3 separate regions of the Mus musculus genome follow, and regions 2 and 3 are each linked to region 1. Evidence: chromatin contacts called from public HiChIP or PLAC-seq data. All regions are on one chromosome and are shown on one strand. The core of a region is the stretch at or near the end of the contact, and the rest is flanking DNA. Distances in the headings are between cores, read along the strand shown. Region 1 overlaps Prkca (protein kinase C, alpha). Region 2 holds the start of Helz (helicase with zinc finger domain). Region 3 overlaps Prkca (protein kinase C, alpha).

Region 1 (4,334 bases), core at 916-3,415:
GGGTTCTTTCTGGTCTATCTCCAGAGCTTAGGACATGTCTGGGACATGGTGTACCTCAAATGCTCTGGATGAATGTATGAATGAATGAATGAATGAATGAATGTCTTTTCATGTAACATTTTCTAAACAGCAGAGTTATTCCTTCTTGAAATAAAATACATTCATTTAAAACTTATGATGCATACATTTTTTTATAAAATAAAAATAATTAAGTGCCTATGATCGTATTGCCCATTGATGATCCCTGTGAACACCTTACAGATGTCTTGTGGCCCTGCATCTTCACACCTTATTAACACGTGGAGATTATGCTGTAACCTGTGCCTCCTGGCCATGCATTGGGCACTTCTCCCTCTCCTGCTGTGGGACACCTGGGTGTTCTCTCTGTTCAGTGTTTCTGTAGCAGGCAGGTGCATCGTTTTCAGTTTGAGTCTCTTCCTTGTTCCCAGATTCCCTAGTAGATGCAGAATCAAGTCAGGAGGTGTGGATGGGCACGGCTGGTGATGTGCATGGCCGACTGTGGATGTGCACGGCTGGTGATGCGCATGGCCGATTGTATGAGGACAGACGGGAAGATCATCGAAAGGAGGTGCAACTAAAGGGTCAGGACACCCTGATTCCAAAAGGCGTTGGCTTCTCTTAGGACATGTGTATATGTTGGTTGGGACATCTAGCAGCATTCTTTCCGATCTGGCTTTGAGACCATCTTCACTCAGGTGTGTCTACCTTTGATATTGGGAAATGATGTCATCATCTCAAAGTTCATCCTCTAGAGCCGCGGCTCTCAACCTGAGGGCCGAGAGTCCTTTGGGTGTCAAATGACCCTTTCACAGGGGTCGCATATCAGATATCCTGCATACTAGATTTACATTATGATTCATAACTGTAGCAAAATTAAAGTTATGAAATAGCAACAAAATAATTTTATGGTTTGGGTTCACCGCAATGTGAGGGACTGTATTAAAGGTCAAAGCATTAGGAAGGTTGAGAGCCACTGCTCTAGAGCCTTACAATTGGAATTAAAAATATTTACACACACACACACACACACACACACACACACACACACACACACATACAGGAACACGTCTTAATGTTTTAAGTAAGATGATGAGTTTGTGTTAGGTCACATTCACAGGTATTCTCAGTCATGCTTCCTTATGAGGCTTGTGGGCTCCATGTCTGACATACCAGAAGGAACAGTCTGGGAAGGTGACATGGCCTGAATGTTTATGCCCCAGATTCACATGTTGGAACCCTAACCCCTAACATGAAGGTGTGGGGAAGTCACAAGGCCTGCCTCCACCATCATAACTGGATCGGTGAGTGTCCTTGTGAAAGGGTCTTGTGCTTTCCAGTAGGCGAGGACTCAGGAGCAAGGGGCCATCTATGAACCAGATGCCAATCTGTCTGTGCCTTCACCCTGAAGCCTCTAGCCTCTAAGTCAGTGAGCAATGGATCACTGGAAGGCTTGTGGCTTGCGTGGTTTGGTTACAGCAGCCAGAGAAAAGTTTACCTGACAGAAAGCAAGCAGCTGCCCCTAGGGAAGGTCACCTCCTATGTCACCCATGTCCTTCTGCCTGCATGCTTTTCTTTGTTTACGCACACTGCAGCTACACTCTGGGACTAGGGGGTGGGGCTGGGTGACTGTTAACACCCGATGACTAAGAGTTTTCTTCCCAAGCCAGGAGTCACAAACAGATGACAGGAGTGTACTCTTCATGCTCCTCAGAACCACAGTCAGCCCCGCCAGCCCTGGAAGGGTCTCTGGGGAGTCTTCCTACCTATAGCAAAGACACCCGAGTGCGGATGGGGATGCGTGAACCTTGCAGATGCTCTCCAGAGCCATCTGCACCCTCCAGCCCCTCACAAGGTTGTGGTAGTGCTGTGGAGGAAGAGAAGGATGCTATTGTCCTCAGTGCAGGGCTCTGGATCCACTGGCTGCAGAAGCTGATCCCCCTGCACTGCAGGTGGCCCCAGGCTGGGTGTCCCCCAACCACAGGAGGATGACAGAGCAGTCTAACCTCTGAAAGAGTTTGGAGACAAGAGACACAAGGCTGTTCGCATTGCAGATGAGGAGTCGGGGTGACATGTCTAGGCTCCTCTCCTCCCTCGTTTCTGAAGCCCAGACTCTTATCTCTGCAGTGGCATACCACCCTGGGAGCAATAGCGAAGGTTCAGTAACTAGCTCTGGCGGTGCAGACAGAGTGCTCGGCTGCTTCAGCACGAGATCAGACAAGTGAGTGTGTGGCTGTGCGTCAGGATGACAGGCCGTGGCTGGGGTCCATTTCCGGGGTGCACGGATCCTCAAGTCATTCATTTCCAGCTGCACTGGACCTCTTACAGTTTCATAGGTTTTATTTTTCAGTGCTGGAGACTGAACCCAGGGCCTCCAAGCTTAGAAGCTAGCTAACACTCTACCAAGAGCTACACCCCCAGCCCTGCACTTGGACTTGATAGGATGCCTGTGTCCCTGGCTAACTTACCAGGACAGAGAAAATGGAAACTTCTCAACACACCTGAATTAAATTATCGTTCGGTCTCTTCTGTGACGTTTGATTCCCCAAGTGGCACAAGACAATAAGGCTGTGTTGCCAGACTAGGCGGCATTTAACTCAAGGATGCACAAGGACGGGGGATACACAGAAAGCCACTTCCTTAGTGAGAACTGTTTTTATGGTCGTAGCCAATGAGGTGGTTGCCCCTGTTAAAATGAAGCCAGGAAGCCACAGGAAGCTGATGGAACCCTATGCTATGGGAACCAGGTCACACCCCATGGGTGGGTAGGTGGGGGAATGTGGCCCCAGGGGTCGATTTAGAGCTTTCCCTGGTGGTTTTTTTTTTTCCTACCAAGCCTGGTTTGTTTCTAGTAGACATTGCTATTCTCTTTATGGCCATCTGTTCTTCCTTCGTGTTCTTTGGCTCATCCAGTGATGGATGGCATGCCTATCGAGCCTGCTTCATCTCTTCCTCACACATGTATGCAGAGTATGTTGATCCCACCCCCCGCCCCCCCAAAACACACACCTTATCATCTCCTGTTTTCCTCCTGTCCCCTGGATTCCTGTTTCTCCCTCACTAATTTCCACTCCACTTTCAAGTCTCCCCCCACCCCCTTTGCTTCTTCCTTCCTTCGTTTTCTGGCGAACGAACTGAGTTTTGTTAGCGTTAACAGGAGCACAGGCACCTTAAGAGTAACTGCTGCCGGGCGGTGGTGGCGCACGCCTTTAATCCCAGCACTCGGGAGGCAGAGGCAGGTGGATTTCTGAGTTCGAGGGCAGCCTGGTCTACAGAGTGAGTTCCAGGACAGCCAGGGCTATACAGAGAAACCCTGTCTTAAAAAAAAAAAAAAAAAAAAAAAAAAAAAAAAAACTGCCCCTCGTCCCCAGCCCCAGTTACCACTAACTGCCAATAGCTCTTCAGGGAGGGTGTGCCCCTCCCCCCACCAGCAACAGTTAACTGCCTCCAAGTCCTCTGGGGTAGACCTGGCCATTCCTAGAAGCAGCTTAGCCTGCCTCACCTGGTAAGTGCTCCCTAGAAAGCTGTTTGCCTTTAGTCCTTCCCAGCTGCTATGGGAGGATCCTGGGATTCCCCAAAGGATCCTGTTTTGACGAACATCCCATTGTTACCTTTTCTAGGTGTTTCCACCCATGAAAATGTAGTCTGCCTCCCCCCCCCCCCAATCCCCTCACCTCCCAGGGCTGACAGCCAATTCATGCAATGTCCACCTTAGGGAATGGCTGTGGCATATTATGTTTAGACTCTTTTCACACTAACACATTGCTTTTCCTGCCAGGAGCACCTGGATCACCACCACACAGGCTTTGTGGGATCGGAGTCCCTTGAATTCACACATGCTGTCCCAGTATTGGTTTTCCAGACTGTCAGCAATGCTTCTTAAAGGCAGGGGATTCTCTGTTCCTGAGAAAACAGTTCCTGGGCAAGCAAGGGCAGATAGAAAGCAGCAACAAGACCTGTGTCGACGGCCCTTGACCGCCTCTGTTTTAGGACGGAGGTTGTTGCCTAAAATTGGGAGCAACTGGGAGCGTGAAGTGATCATTTCATTGCCATTCCTGTTCATGAACAAGTAGAGGCCCAGGCAAGTTTCTGCTTCTGTTGTGGCTTGTGTTCGTCAAGGTGCAGGGAGTCTTTCTTTTACCAGTCTCTACTGCCCTCTTGTGGTCTTCAGCTCCTGGAGTGATTGCACCCTGATGAAGATCTTTGCCTGGAGATTTGCCCAAGGTTCAAGCAGAGTCCAGATAAATAATGCAAAGTGGTGTGAATGAAGTGGTCCATCTTCCCAGACAGACCTTTACAGAGATGACAGGAACCAC
Region 2 (4,334 bases), core at 574-3,073, 440 kb before region 1:
CCTAGAGGTGCCCAGAGCTCTTGTCTCCAACTCAACTGAAGCTTCTCAGAAGCTCTGAAAAGCGGTGACTCAGGGGAGGTTCCTCCCTGGAAAACCTCTTCCTAGTCCGTTGGAATGACTCACCTGCTCCCTCCCTCAAGAGTGACCCCGGGGCCAATCCCTTAATGAGTCCGCACCTCACCCTTCTCTTCAGGCTGAGACAATAGAATGGTGGAGCTTTTGGCTCCCTGCGGGCAGAGGTTGTCAGCAATCACCCAGGTAGCTAAAGACTGCTCTGGTGGGATCCAGAGGTGACTAAAAAAGGTAGATCTAAGACCCTTTGCACCGAAAAGAGTGTGTTTGCGCGATAGTGCCTGTTGCCTCAGGATCTTTGAATTTACAGAACCATTTAACAGCAAGCTTTGGTATATTGGAGATTTATTTATTACTGGGGATTAAACCCTCGCTAAAGCTAAACAACAGGATCTACCCGGAAGTCTCGGAGCATTTTCTTTTGGACACAAATCTTGCTCCGGGGAGGCGAGCATCTAGAGGTCCTCAAACTCAGCAGTGCTGACACTGGAGGAAGAGAATGTATAGGGTGGGGGTGGGGAGTTAATGAACAGACCTACATTTCTGGCAGGACTAGGGCTGCAAGGAGCTGGTACTTCATGGAGCAAAAGGGGTGGTCACCTGAGCTAGGTGTTGCTCGCCTGAAGCAACGCGGGAGGGGCGGGGAAAGCGCTGGGCTTGTCTTGCAACCAGAAAGCAGATGCCCGCGGGATGCTCGCAAAGGTCTGTTGCCGGCGCACGGTCGCCTCCTACTTCCTGCGTCCTGGTCGCCTCCAAGCCACTCTGGACATCCCCCTCCTCTCTCTGCCCAGAGCCAGCGTGGCGCCCGCCCTCTACCTTGTCCCGCCGCCTGGGGTCGCCGCCTTGTGGGAACAGGACAGTTGAAACGCGGTAGGCACTACCCCCCAACCCACCCGGGGGACCCCCTCCCGGCCCAGGCGCGCATCCACGCCCCACCCGGACTCTGCAGCCGGGTTCTCTTGAGTTACCTGCATGGGGAAGTCACAGTCCACAATTTGGACTCTAACCCGGCTGAATTCTAAAGCCACATTCCTAGGGGAGGGGGTCCTCCGACCTAGAGGGTCGCAGATCACATTACCGGCCAAGAGGAGGGGACCGCGCGAGTAAACTGGGGTAAAAGTTGCATTTAGCTTAACCTTCCCAGATCCCAATTGCAGCTTTGCGGGCGGATTGACTCGGCGTTTCACCGAGTTCCTGGGATCCTAGGGCCCCAGAGTGGCTTCTTAGGATACCGACACTGTCCCCGCGCGCGAGTGCGACATGCCTGGCGGATGCCCCGGGGCGGGAAGCGCGAGCGGTAGCAAGGACCTGGAGCTGGGGGAACCGCTCGCAGGCGTGCGCATTCATGCGCTCATGCATCCCTGCATACATCTATGCATCCGCTAGCCGGCTCACACACCACCCGCGTCCGGGACACGCCGTGTTGATTGAATGCAGGAGTAGGGTATCTGGCTACTAGGGCAGGATCGCGGCGGGGCAGACAGCAGCTCGCGTAAGGAATGGGGGAGATAGGGACGGGGGTGGGGGGAAGAGAGAGCACCCCAAAGGCACAGTTGGAAAACTGGGTGTGTGAGTAGGGGTGTTCCTTGAGAAGTCTCGCAGGCGCTGAAGGGGGCCGGGCGGGCCTCTGGGGCCAACTTTCCGGAGGGAGGTGCAGCCGGAGGGGGCGGCGCCGGCGGCGGGAGGCGGGAGTCGGGGGCCGAGGGGGGGGGGGAGTCACTTTAAAGGCTCTTTCTTACCCATAATGCTTTGTGGGGACGTTGACAAGTGGATCCAAGATGGCGTAGAAAGTAATGACAGGTAAGTCCTGACTTCCCCGTTCTCCGCTGCCCGGGTCGCTTCAGGAGCCTCCAGAGCCATCCGGGGAGAGGCCCGGACTCTCCTCGGGTGCTCCGGGTCCGGGACAGCGCGGCCCCGGGGACAGCGGGGGATCCCGCCGGCCGCCGGCAGGGCCTGGGGAGCGGGGCTCTCTCAGAGGCGAGGCCCGGACGCTGGAGCTGTTTACTGTTTCTTCCCCTCCTCAATCTCCTTTTCCCTCCGCTGGGGGGCTGAGGTGCCAGGGACCCAGGCGGTGGCCCGAGGGTCCTTGCACACGCCCGAGGTTCGGGGGGACCCGGGAGCCCGCGCGAGGCTGCTCCGGCACGGGCCGACCCTGGGGTCCCCGCACGCCCCGCGCCCCAGGGTCGCGGCTTAGGGTGGGGAGCGGGCGGCCTCCCACGCCGCGCGCGGTGCAGCCCTCCGGGTTAGCATTTCCACCCAGGGTGGGGCGGCGACCCCAGGGCAGGGGACAGCACGAAAGTGGGTCAGGGGGCGCCCCTCCCCAGCAGAGGGCTCTGCTCAAGATTCACTGTGGTCCCCCTCTCCCCGCCCCCCTCCTGGGACATGCGTGGCCCGTGAGCACATCTACAAAAACAAATGCACAGTCTCTTCCTGGAGGTGTCTCCAAAGGCCCCTTTCTTTCCTTCTCTCTCTTTACCCTCAAGGGCTCGGACACATAGTCCTAAGTAGGAACTGTGATTTCTCTCCCCAAAATGAGTTGAGTCTTCTGCCCCCTGGCCTTTGCTGAGGGTCCTCACAGACAGGGCTGGAAGCCAGAGCCTTCAGATTCCTTTTGGGTTGGGAACCTTGTTTTTTTTTTTTTTTTTTTTTTTTTTTGTTGAGCTCCGAAATTGGCATCCTTTCTCCCTTGCAAAGTTACACTTTTTAGACAAGCCATTAGGATAATCAGAAGTGTAACTTCAGAGATAGTGGATGCCGGGAGCAGCCGGGGGAAGAGGGAGACGTTATCTGGCCTAGTTTGTTCTTGATTTTGCTCTCTTCACTCATATGAATAGCTTTTTTCCCCCCCTCCTTGATTTTTTTCTCCCTTCTTTTATTTTTGAAAGTAAGACTAATCAGTGTAGAATAGATGAGTTTATTATGTTTAAGGTTGAAGACTATTTTCTAATCTGTTGCTGAAAGAAAATATTTTCAATTTTAGGTAAAAGAAGCAAATTTTTTTCCCCTCCAAAGCTTCATCCTGTATCTTTTTTTTTTTTTTTTTTAAATAACTTTTTCCACTTGAAGTGTATCCATATTCTTTTACTAAAGGACTATAAAATGCTTGTAACTGGTAACAGCTCCAACTGGTGTTGCATACCATCTTCTTTTTCTGTTTGCTCCAGGAACTGGATGAAGTAATTGATCACTAATGAACTACAGAGCCGGTGAGATGTGCAAGGTGAGACTGAAGTTCAAAAACTACACCCTGTTTCCCCTCTTTCTTGTATCCAACTCAAGGGTCAGGGAAAGCTACTTTCCAAATAGATCAGTCAGCCGACTGGGATACAGGCAAGGCGAGATTTAGGAAAGACATACCATCCTTTTTAGTGGCTCCCACTTATTCATACGTACTGAAGCTTTTCTAGAGCTAAATGTTAGCTGTGGCTATATACTTGATCAATGTCTTTTCCAGGAGTAATTATAGTTTGCCTCTTCTCATTTCCTTGGCTAACTTTAATGGGATGGTCTGGATTTAATCTGTTTTCACGTCCATTGCTTGCCCTACACTGAGTATAAGAAATTGGCTAGATGAAGTCTGCACACCCACACTTTCTGGGATGTTTATGAAGTATATCCTTTTCCATCATGAATAATATTTTTCAGCAAGCAATCGCTTCTATTTTTATTTTTCTTAGTTTTTGGTTTTGTGGTGCTGGTATGTTTAAGACCTAATGGCCTCACACATCCTAGGAAAAGTGCAGAACCATTGAGCCATATCCTTAGTCCCTTCTATTTTTCCAAAGCCGAATAGTAAATGCCTGATAGTACTTTAGAACAAAAATGATAGTGTTAAGTTCTGTGTTGCTCAGGGGGTTTGACGACTCAGTCATCACTTCTGATCATATATGGTGTGTAAATTTATTGTTTTATTTATCCCATGTAATACGTTGGATCTGTGTGTGTGCCTGAGAGAGATAGAGTGGGGGGCGCAGGAAGGGAATCACTATAGTTTCTTTGGCTGGCTAAGTAGGCAAGGCTGACCTTGAACTCCTGATTGCTGTGATTAAAGTTATGTCTGGTGTAATGCCTTGGATTTAAAGGACTCTTTTTGTTTTGTTTTGTTTTGTTTTTTTTGTTTTTTTGAGACAGGGTTTCTCTGTGTAGCCCTGGTTGTCCTGGAACTCACTCTGTAGACCAGGCTGGCCTGGAGAACTCAGAACTCTGCCTGCTCTACCTCCCAAGTGCTAGGACTAAAGGCGTGCGCCACCACTGCCCCGCTA
Region 3 (4,334 bases), core at 585-3,084, 290 kb after region 1:
GAAGCACTAGTTGCTCTTTCAGAGGATCCTGGTTCCATCTCCAACACTTACACTACAGCCCATAACTGTCTTTAAGTCCGGTTCCAGCGGATCGGACCTTCTTCTTACCGCTTCAGGGACCAGGCACACACATGGTACACACACATACGTGCAAACAAAATGCTGATACACATAAAATATATCTAAAAATTATTTTTAAAATAACTTTTACATTTTTTATTAGTTTCTTCTATATGACATCCCAACCATATTTTCCTCTCCCTCCCCTCCTCACAACCTCTCCCTACCTCCACCCTGAGTCCCCAACACCTCCCCTCTTTCCCAGATCTACCCCTACACCCAGAGAAGAGCAGACATCCCAGGAACATCAACCAATACAGCATAACAAGCTACAATAAGACCAGACACATACCATCACATCAAAGCTGGACAAGTCAACCTAACAGGAAGAAAAAAGGGTCACACAAGTAGGCAAAATAGTCAAGGGCAGCCCCCTAACCCACACACACACACACACACACACACACACACACACACACATACACACTATTAAGATTTCCATGAGAACACCATGCTAGTCAACCAAAACATATACACAGAGGACCTAGGTCAGATGCCTACAGGTTCCCTGATCTCTGCAAGTCCCCATGAAGCCTGGTCAGCTTTTTTAAAGAATCACTTTTATTATAAAATTTTAAATTCGTTTATATAATATTAGGTTTCATTGTGGGGTTTTCAAATAAAATTTTATTTTAGAAAAAAAAATATTTTTAGTGATTGTCCTGTCTTCCCCTTGTCTTCCTGCCCTCCCCATTAAACCATTCTCCTGCCCATACTGCCTTTTCTCCTTGCGTGTTATATTATATGTGCCCTTTGGTAACACACACAAGTACACATACACACATACCCCCCACACACACCTCTCAACACCTTTTGTCTTTCTCCTTTCTAGTTCTGTAGCCTACACATCAGTTGCCACACCTTTTCCACTTTTAGAGTGAAAGGTCTAGCATCTTGTTCTTTATTATTAACCATTACCAGGAGTTGTCCATTAGTCTGTGTGCTTGCTCTAATAGATCACTGTCTTAGTCAGGGTTTCTATTCCTGCACAAACATCATGACCAAGAAGCAAGCTGGGGAGGAAAGGGTTTATTCAGCTTACAACTCCATACTGCTGTTTATCACCAAGGAAGTCAGGACTGGAACTCAAACAGGTCAGGAAGCAGGAGCTGATGCAGAGGCCATGGAGGGATATTCTTTATTGGCTTGCTTCCCCTGGCTTGCTCAGCCTGCTCTCTTATAGAACCAAGACTACCAGCCCAGAGATGGTCCCACCCACAAGGGGCCTTTCCCCCTTGATCACTAATTGAGAAAATGCCTTACAGCTGGATCTCATAGAGGCATTTCCTCAACTGAAGCTCCTTTCTCTGTGATAACTCCAGCTGTGTCAAGTTGACACAAACCTAGCCAGTACAATCACCTAGTGGCCTTCAAAGGGCAGTGAGCATGAAGCAGGTAAGACAGCTCTAGGGCTGTTCCAGGCAGGACCTATTCTAGGGACTTTGCACACAGTGCTCAGTTTCATTCCTGGGATGACCAGTCATCACATAGCTGGGGCAATTAACACCCATGTCTTTGCAGATAGAAACTGAAACAGACAGGGGGTGAATGACATGGTCACAAGTTAAGAGTGGCAGAGCTGTTCCAGGCCAGTCTGAGATTGCAGATTAAGACCCTGTCTCAAAACAAAACACTGCAAAATATCTTTGCTGATCTGAACTTCAGGCTAGCCTGTGCAAAAGTCTTTCTGAAGCTGACAGGACCTTCTGAGAGACTAAGGGGTGAGTCAGACAGATGAAGGGAGGGAGGCCTCTGGTTCTCTGCCGATGCTAACCTGAACTTTTCCTGGGTGTGAAAATGTAATCTTTCTAACAATGATAAGCAAGCCTTCAAAGAATAACTACACAAATGTGTGAGTCTATCACACACACATACACAGACACACTTGTGTGTATGCACATGCAGACACATAACACACATGCACAGGGCACACACAAACACACACATACCCACATACATACACACATACAAACACACATACACATACACACACCCACCCACATACATACACACACCTACACATGCACACACATGCAGACACATAACACACATACCCTGAAACTCTTTTGCTTTACATTATGTCATCAGATATAGTCACATGTTTGATAGTCTAGTTGGAAATCAACAGGAAGTAATTCCCTCCTGAGGCTCACTGGAAAATAAAAATGTATTTGGGGCTGCATGCAAGTAGACCATCTTACATACAATTAGCCACTCAATCCCAGCCCAGTCTCCCAGTACTGCTGCTCATAAAGTCAGAGCCCATCAGGCTGGGCTTGTGCTTGCAGCTCAGAGACTTTGCATCTGCCCTCAGGCAAATCTCTTAAATCTCGGGGTCCAGCATCTTCATTGAAAAGACAGGAAAACAGCACAGCTGAAGCTAAGTCATCAGAGTGTTTACCACACAAGCACAGCAACTTGAGGGTTATTCCCAGCACCCACATAACAAATAAGTGTGATGGCACACGCATGTAACCCCAGCATGGAGGAGGCAGAGACAGGAGGGTTCATGGAGCTGGCTAGTTAGTCTAGCCTAATCAATGAGCTATACGTTCAGGGAGAGAGCCTACCTAAGGTGGAAATGATTGCAAAAGACAGACAACATTGACCTCTGTACCTCTAGTCCCCATGTTTACACACACACACACACACACACACACACGTACACACACACACACGCACACATGCACACAATAATTTTTTAAAAACAGAGAAGCTAACTATGATGGTACATATCTGTAATTCTGCCATCCTGAAGCCTAAGGTGGAAGGATTGGGGTTCTAGGCCAATTGGGGGTAATGTTGAAAATAATGGCACATTGTCGAACTCCTGCAAGGGCCACAGAATCACTGAAGTGCCAAATTCGGTAGCTTGGAACTGCTAATCTCTCCAATTATTTACCAGCATGGTCCCTCCGGAAGGCCTAGCCAACTAATTGTTTTCTCTATCGCTTTACCCAGTGAACTAGTTAGTGAACTAGTTATGTCTGTATCATCACAGAGGCGAAAGAGTTATACCAGGGCCATCCTTACCATCAGAAAGGCTGTGATCAAGGACAGGTGACAAGTCTGTGCCTGTTGTCCAGCCTTAATCACTAATGTTCTTCGCTGCTTCACTTGCAAAAGTGTCCTGGTTTACATTATAAACTGCATGTCCTCTAGCTATGATACCTGAGAAGACAACTGTGGTCTCTGATAGGATCTAACTGGTCCCTCCATAGTGATGCCTACAGGCTGAGGGAGTCCTGGTGGGGGTGGGGGTGCCCTTCAGTATGGGAGAGCCGGAGAGCATTGGCAAGAGGCTGACTGGAAGCCTGACTGGTACAGTGGAAGGTGTTCAGAGAAGGGACAGAGAAGCCACACGCGAAGGGGTAGTGGCTGTCACTCCACTCGGCCCCCTACTCTCCTGGAAAATAATAGAGAGAAGACAATTTTATAAAGCTGATAGATTGTTTATGGCTAAAAGATTTCATAAATGAGCCCAAGGATATTATGGAGTAGCCGGGTCAATGTTTATAGATTAAATGAGGACCTCAAGGCTCCACGTTAAAATGTTTCTAGCTTATTAATCCTTTCTCGCAGCATCCATTTCCTTAATCTGATCAGCATCCAGCTGGAGTCGGTTCCAGGGAGTTAATTTAAATAATAAGAGGAGGGGAAGAGAAGGAAGCACCTGCAGGGCTGTGGGCTCTGCTCAGATCTCTTGCTCACATCGCATCTCTCTTGCTGCTTTGTGATCAATCTGCAGATGTCTGATCCTTCTATAGAAACACTATGGAATCTTGCTCCCTGCTGCCTTTAGGTGGAGGTAATCACTGCAGCTCACTGAGGAGAAGTCGAACCTTAGAGCTTTGCAGCTGCATCAGACTGGCAGACCCTACCTAACCCCATACCTAATGGTCTCACCTCATCCTTGCTCAGTGGGACTTCAGAGTAGAATTGATTCACAATTCACACACATGTGAATTACGGATAACATGGCTTTCCTCAGCCATGAGCAGTCTCTCCTCGGCTCTTTGGGAAGAACATGCCAGTTGAGAGTAAAAAGAACCCACTAAAACAGGATGTCTGGGAAGAAAGAGCTCAAGAATCATGGAGTCAAAACTGCCGTCATCTATCACATCGAGAAACCGAATCTAGAGGTGCTAAATACCTTTTTCTGGGGTAGGCTGGAGATCAAGACTCAGTCAGACCTCCAACCGCCTACGTATTTT

What was found. HiChIP or PLAC-seq counts read pairs in DNA pulled down with a chosen protein or histone mark.
Region 2: a contact with region 1 is called in an H3K27ac HiChIP or PLAC-seq map of T-cell acute lymphoblastic leukemia, with 4 times the contacts expected there. The contact joins the promoter of Helz here to the enhancer-like site in region 1. A contact is called at or near these places in 2 of 39 promoter capture datasets (cranial neural crest and maxillary cranial neural crest), 12 of 115 datasets of contacts at active chromatin or transcription factors (T-cell acute lymphoblastic leukemia, embryonic basal ganglia, embryonic forebrain and 6 more) and 1 of 9 other capture datasets (embryonic stem cells).
Region 3: a FOXA1 HiChIP or PLAC-seq map of pancreatic cancer cells shows a contact between it and region 1. The contact joins two enhancer-like sites. A contact is called at or near these places in 1 of 15 datasets of contacts at CTCF or cohesin (large pre-B cells), 1 of 115 datasets of contacts at active chromatin or transcription factors (pancreatic cancer cells) and 2 of 9 other capture datasets (adipose tissue and embryonic stem cells).

The regions. Positions count from the first base shown.
Region 1 is chr11:107,990,531-107,994,864 of GRCm38.p6, forward strand. All of the region lies in intron 8 of Prkca (protein kinase C, alpha), which reads right to left. Among named protein-coding and RNA genes, the nearest start is that of Mir7223, 4.2 kb to the right of the region's middle. Within about 2 kb of position 2,166, at least 29 of the 459 cell types and tissues checked have an H3K27ac peak or open chromatin away from gene starts, as enhancers often do. A contact at or near this core is called in T-cell acute lymphoblastic leukemia and pancreatic cancer cells, where this site is marked.
Region 2 is chr11:107,546,110-107,550,443 of GRCm38.p6, forward strand. Helz (helicase with zinc finger domain) reads left to right here and starts at 1,824. Exons shown (of 33, transcript NM_001368755.1): 1 at 1,824-1,872; 2 at 3,237-3,292. Gm39426 (a long non-coding RNA gene) reads right to left here and starts at 1,885. Exons shown (of 3, transcript XR_003949607.1): 1 at 1,812-1,885; 2 at 673-914; 3 at 1-558.
Region 3 is chr11:108,281,422-108,285,755 of GRCm38.p6, forward strand. The region is part of intron 2 of Prkca (protein kinase C, alpha); the gene reads right to left. Among named protein-coding and RNA genes, the nearest start is that of Prkca, 60 kb to the right of the region's middle. Within about 2 kb of position 1,835, at least 51 of the 459 cell types and tissues checked have an H3K27ac peak or open chromatin away from gene starts, as enhancers often do. A contact at or near this core is called in pancreatic cancer cells, where this site is marked.